2 separate regions of the Sus scrofa genome follow, and region 2 is linked to region 1. Evidence: chromatin contacts called from public promoter capture Hi-C data. All regions are on one chromosome and are shown on one strand. The core of a region is the stretch at or near the end of the contact, and the rest is flanking DNA. Distances in the headings are between cores, read along the strand shown. Region 1 holds the start of HYKK (hydroxylysine kinase). Region 2 holds the start of IREB2 (iron-responsive element binding protein 2).

Region 1 (2,610 bases), core at 70-2,569:
GTGTATTTTACCACCATTTTTTTTTTTTTAAATGGAGGGATAAAAGTTCTATGCTGGGAGAAAGTAAACATATTTTAGCTCTATTTCTTAGCCTCTGAAACTTTGGACTATTCATATCTCCTCTAAAAGGGAGTTGGGGGCGCAATGTGTTAAGGATCCTCTGTTGCTGCAGCTGTGGCTTGGATTCTATCCCTGAGAAATTGTTTGTGGCCAAAAAAGAAAAAAAAAAAAAAAAAAAGAAGGGGGTTGGAATTGGAGTAGATCATCCCTAAAAATCTCTTTTAGTGCTAATATTATATGTTTCTAAAGATCTTTCTTTTTGAACTTAAATTTGCCTTTTTTCTGTGTATACAAGGACTTCAAATTATGGTACGAATGGCATAGATCAAGTCAGTTCCTGTAAAAAGTAAATACGTAGAAAGTAATGTGGTTATCAGCAAAGTCTGTCTTAACCAAATGTCTTTTGTACGGGTGGAGGGGACCAGCAAGGGACCTCAAATACTATAGGCAGCAGATCTATATTTCCTGCCAACAGTGTTTGACCTGGCTTCAGAGAAAGCACCCTGAAAGCAATTTTTTTCCAATTCTAGGCCTTATGCCAGAATTTCAAAACCTTTGTCCTACAACTCCGAGGGGGCCGGACCTTAAACTGCACTTTGTGTAAGGTATACCAGCCAAGAAACAGGAGTCATTCTTGATTCTTTCTCCCTCACTCTCAAAATGTTACAACATCCAGTAAATTCTCCCTAAGCTTAACAATGGGTGCTCTGAGTATCTTCCTGCTGGGTGAGACGAGAGTGGTGGGCTAGTGTGCTGCAGAGGGGTTGCTGATCCAAGAGGCAGGAAAATAAGGGAGGGGGAGGGCGCAAGTCAGGTGCAGAGCGTTATTATGTTAGTGAGGTCCAGTGGAGCCCTAAGAAATTGTTCGCACCAGACACCTGGCCGCAAGTGCCAGGCGCCACACCTGCCCTCTGCCAGGGTCTCCACACAGGTCTCGGCAGGGTTGGACCAGATGGCTTCTTGGGTGCCACTCCTCAATTCTGGGATCTCAGGCCAGTCTTTGGATTACGGGTGCGGTCCAGAGAGGTGACTGACTGGCGCATCACGCACGCAGAATGTCTGAGGAGAAGCAGGGACTGGAAGACCCCAAGGCTCACGACTCCTGGCCCCAGACTTGTAGCGAGCCTCCCTGCTCTCCGGGTTGCCCCCCCCGGAGGGGGGGTTCGCGTCTCCTTTCCCCACCCGGCTCACCCGCAACGACCCGAGGTCCTCAGGTGGATCCGTTCTCCGGTAGCCTCGACCCTGGCTGCTGTCTCGCGCTCTGGCTGGGAGGTCGCGCCGTACCAGCCGCCCCTCGGTCAGCCCCTCCTCCGAGCCCGCGAGTCCTGACTTCTGATTGGCTCCTGGATACCCCCTGCCGCCAATCAGCACAGACTCCTGGAAAGACTAAGCTCTACCAGGCCTACCCAACCCGCCCTGCCCCTGGCCTGCCTAGGAAGCTGCGAACAGAAATTCTGAGACTGGGCTTCTGATGGGCTTTCTGCAATCCTGACCCGCCTTCTCTCGGTGGTCACTCCAGTCAGAACCCTGCTACTTCTCTATAAAACTGGACTTCTGGTTTCTGATTGGTTGTTCGAGATTCCGCCCCACCCCTTGGCAGGCTTTAGCAGGCTTTCAGCTCTTGAGTGGCACCTCGCAGTTCTTCCCGGTCCACGTAGCTGTGGAGGCTTCGTGGACTGCTTCTCTTAGATTTCCAGGTGTGTGGGTAGAATTCACATCCTCGTTTTTCTTTCCTAGCCCTCCCTCCCCTTCCTGCTGGAAACACGTATCCCAGAGGCTTTGCAAGCATGGCCCAAACCCATTCAGTCCCCTGGAAGTGTAAGGGTTCTGCGCAGAGGACCTGGGAGTTGGGCCTGGCAGCGTTCTGCACAGGACCTAGCTCTCCCAGGTTACAAGAATGTTAGGACATCAAATTGTCTTATTCATCGGACAGGTCCACACGTTCCTTGTACTGATGGGGAAAGTGAAGTCTAGATGGCACAGAGCCTCAAGGAGACCTGGTCACTCAGGTGCTAGTTTAAGCTTCAGCACAGTACCACGTTTTCTACTCTCTTCTCAAGCCATTAAACTGAATATATTACCTGTAAAGGGAGTGGGAAAGCCACCCTAAAAGGTTCCCCTGGGCCGGGGCATGGGGGGAGGGTTTCAGGTCTGATGTGGTGAGTGATTCATTTACAGAGAAATTGAACTGATAATTGGGTCACAATCCTTATTTAGGTAGATCAATTAGTGGATTCTCCTGCAGGAAAGAGCAGAAACCACATGATTATCAAGAGGCTGCTTTAGGAATTGCAATAACCTGCTAGTTGGTGACCTTAATTGTCAAGGGCACTGGGCTCTGATGGCCAGTCTGTTACATGTCTACAGGCAAACAAAACCTCTCTGATAATACAGAGCACTCTCTCTACTGGAGGACATCACTCACGCCTGCAACTTAGTCTGTTTTTTTCTTTTAAGGGCCGCACCTGCTGCATATAGAAGTTCCCAGGCTAGGGGCCAAGTGGGTGCTGCAGCTGCAGGCCTACACCACAGCAACACCGGATGGAGCCA
Region 2 (2,610 bases), core at 48-2,547, 55 kb after region 1:
TACATGTAGCTAGCGTCCACTGTATTGGATAGTATAACTCTAAACCATGACTCTTCTCGAATTAAAAACTGGTAAAATAACTCTTGAAATGTGATAACAAAGAATACCTAGAAAGGGACAATAAGAATTATTTATAAGAAGTATAGGTATATTTTGTGAAGACCTGCGTAAATACAGACAGGACAATTTGAGAACCGTCACAACTATAAGAATTTTTTTAAAAAAATAATCAAAAGACAGATTTTTACACTGTAGTCAACAACGTGAACAAAATCAAAACCAAACCAAAACAACTTATCAGGTCAGACCTTAATAGGTCTTAAGACTAAGGGTAAAGGTGAAAAACAAAACATCTGGGTATATTAGCATGTCTTCCTGGTTTTGCATGAATTGACGCTTAACTACAAAGACCCAGGGGTCTCCTGCGAATGTACCCCAACTCCTACATTCTTGAAGTAGTGGGGAGGCAGCCTTGAGGTTAAAGAACATTCAGAGCTTTTGTGCAGACTCATTGCGGTGGGTGGGCAGGACCCTCAACATTGTTCGGACCTTGCTCGGAAATGAGAAGCAATAAGCAGAGCTCACTTTGGGGGAATACTAAATGTTTTTCCTCTTTTTTATTGAGGAGGAAGCTAAGAAGGTGGTTGGGGGTAGGGGGGCGGCGGAGGAGACCCAGAGCTGCAATAAATGGTCTGGGAACTGATTAACCAGTGTTCGGCCTTGACCGCCCCCCACTCCGCTTCCAGAGGCAAAGAGAGAGGGAGTGACTTGAGGCTGGACAGCGGAATAAACAACTATCTGCGAGAGACCCAACCAAGGAGACGCCGGCCCCCACCCTCATCTCTTACAAATGGGGGGCGGGGAGAGGACGAAAGTGGGCCTCTCCCTGACCGTAGTGCTAAGTGAGGAGTACCAAAAGACTCTGGAAGGGGCCAACAGGCTGACGCCGCCACTGGTCGAGGCCAGCGGCGGAGCGGACGGGCCTGATGGGGTCACGCTGCGGGGCGAGGGCGGCGAGGCCGGGCTCTCGGGGCCTGGAAGCAGAGAGTGAGGCCCATCAGGCAGGCCTTAAGGGAGCAGGACCTGAGCCCAGAGGGCCCGGGAGCCGGCCGAGTGACTCCAGGCGAGAAGCAAAGGACCCGGAGCCCGGGAAGCGCGCGTCTCCAGCTGCCACATCCCAGGGGGCGGACTGAAACTAACCTGCACTTGGGGCGTCCATCGCCGGAGACCATATTATCCCTGCGGGGAGGGGGCCCGCGGGGTAAGGAGGGGGAGGCCGGGCGGGGAAAAAGGGGAGGAAGGCAGGCGGACCCGCAAGGGAAGAAGGAAAAGAGCAGTCTCGCGCAAACACCGCGAGAGCCGCAGAGTCGACCCCAGGTCTAGGTCTGAGCTCGCGGGATTTGCCGCCCAACTCTCGCGAGATCATCGGACGTGGAGACAAAGAAAGAGAAGGGGCGGAGCCAGCGAGAAGGCGATTTTTTGCGCCTGCGTCCCTGTTCTCGCGATCGGACGCTAAGGCTGGAGCGGCTGTATCTTCCACGGCACTAGCTTGGCCCTCCTAGCGATCCGTTACTAAGTTGCGGCTTCAAATATCTAATTGAGGTTGTGAGATCCAGCGGTGCAAGGGCTCCAGCGGGATATCCAGCGGTGTGGGGGAGGGAGGAGTCAGAATTGCTACTCCTAGGAAAAACAGCCTAAGGCGAACCCCTTTCACCAGAAGATAGTCTCAGGCTAAACCTGTCGTATGTGTGGCCTGCACGCGTGTTCTTGGAGAGGGTGACCGGACTGATCTGGCATGTAGGAAGCGCTCTAATTGTTGAATGAATTTTCCTTTCACCCCTGTAGCTTCATTCTCTCCTTTTCCACACACTCCTTCCCATGGGCAGTTAATCATGCTAAAGTCTCCATCCCGCCTCCGCCTCCGCTCCTCTAGTACCTGCGTTCTCTGCCGCCTTATCTCCTGTTGGCAGCCAGCTTTCCAGAGAGCGCTGGTTGCGCTCTCCCTTCCCCTCCCACTCCTTATCCCTCTCCAGTCTGCTTTCCACCCGCTAGAAACACCTCTGGTCAAGGACAGCCATAACCCCATTCGCTAATCACACGTTTCTCAATCCTTATTCTCCTTGATCTCTGCCCTTGTTGAGAAATATTCTTCCATCAGTTTTTGTGACCTCAGATGCTACTTGTTTTTCTTCCTATCCTTAAGGGTGCTCCGTCTCAGTCTCATTTGCAGGCCCCTCTTCCTCTGCCCAGCCATTCAATGTACTGGTATTAAATATATCCCAGGGCTCTGGCCTTGCACTGTTTTCCCGGCGCATCTCACTCTCTCCTTTGGCTTCAGTTATTAGTTATATGTTCTTATTTACCAGTCTACCTCCAACCCAAACACATCTCCTAAGCCCAGAGGTGTCCCTGAAACCCAAACACATCCCCTAAGCCCATAGTTGTATATTCTAGTACCTATTGGATGACTCCATATCTCACAGGCACCCCAGACTCAAAATCTCCAAAACAGAAGTCATCATTTTCCCCTTAAAACCCTTTACTCCTTTAGTATTGCCTGTATCAATGAATGGCACCACCAACCCCTAAGTTACCCATGCCAGACACAGA

Evidence for each region. Promoter capture Hi-C pulls out the DNA fragments that hold promoters and counts their contacts.
Region 2: a contact with region 1 is called in a promoter capture Hi-C map of fetal liver, with 2.0 times the contacts expected there. The contact joins the promoter of IREB2 here to the promoter of HYKK in region 1. A contact is called at or near these places in 1 of 5 promoter capture datasets (fetal liver), 4 of 47 Hi-C or Micro-C datasets (embryonic fibroblasts, epiblast stem cells, liver and 1 more) and 1 of 2 datasets of contacts at active chromatin or transcription factors (alveolar macrophages).

What each region holds. Positions count from the first base shown.
Region 1 is chr7:47,473,326-47,475,935 of Sscrofa11.1, forward strand. HYKK (hydroxylysine kinase) reads right to left here and starts at 1,320. Exons shown (of 6, transcript NM_001243547.1): 1 at 1,252-1,320.
Region 2 is chr7:47,527,902-47,530,511 of Sscrofa11.1, forward strand. IREB2 (iron-responsive element binding protein 2) reads right to left here and starts at 1,298. Exons shown (of 23, transcript NM_001167781.1): 1 at 1,201-1,298. The coding sequence starts at 1,219.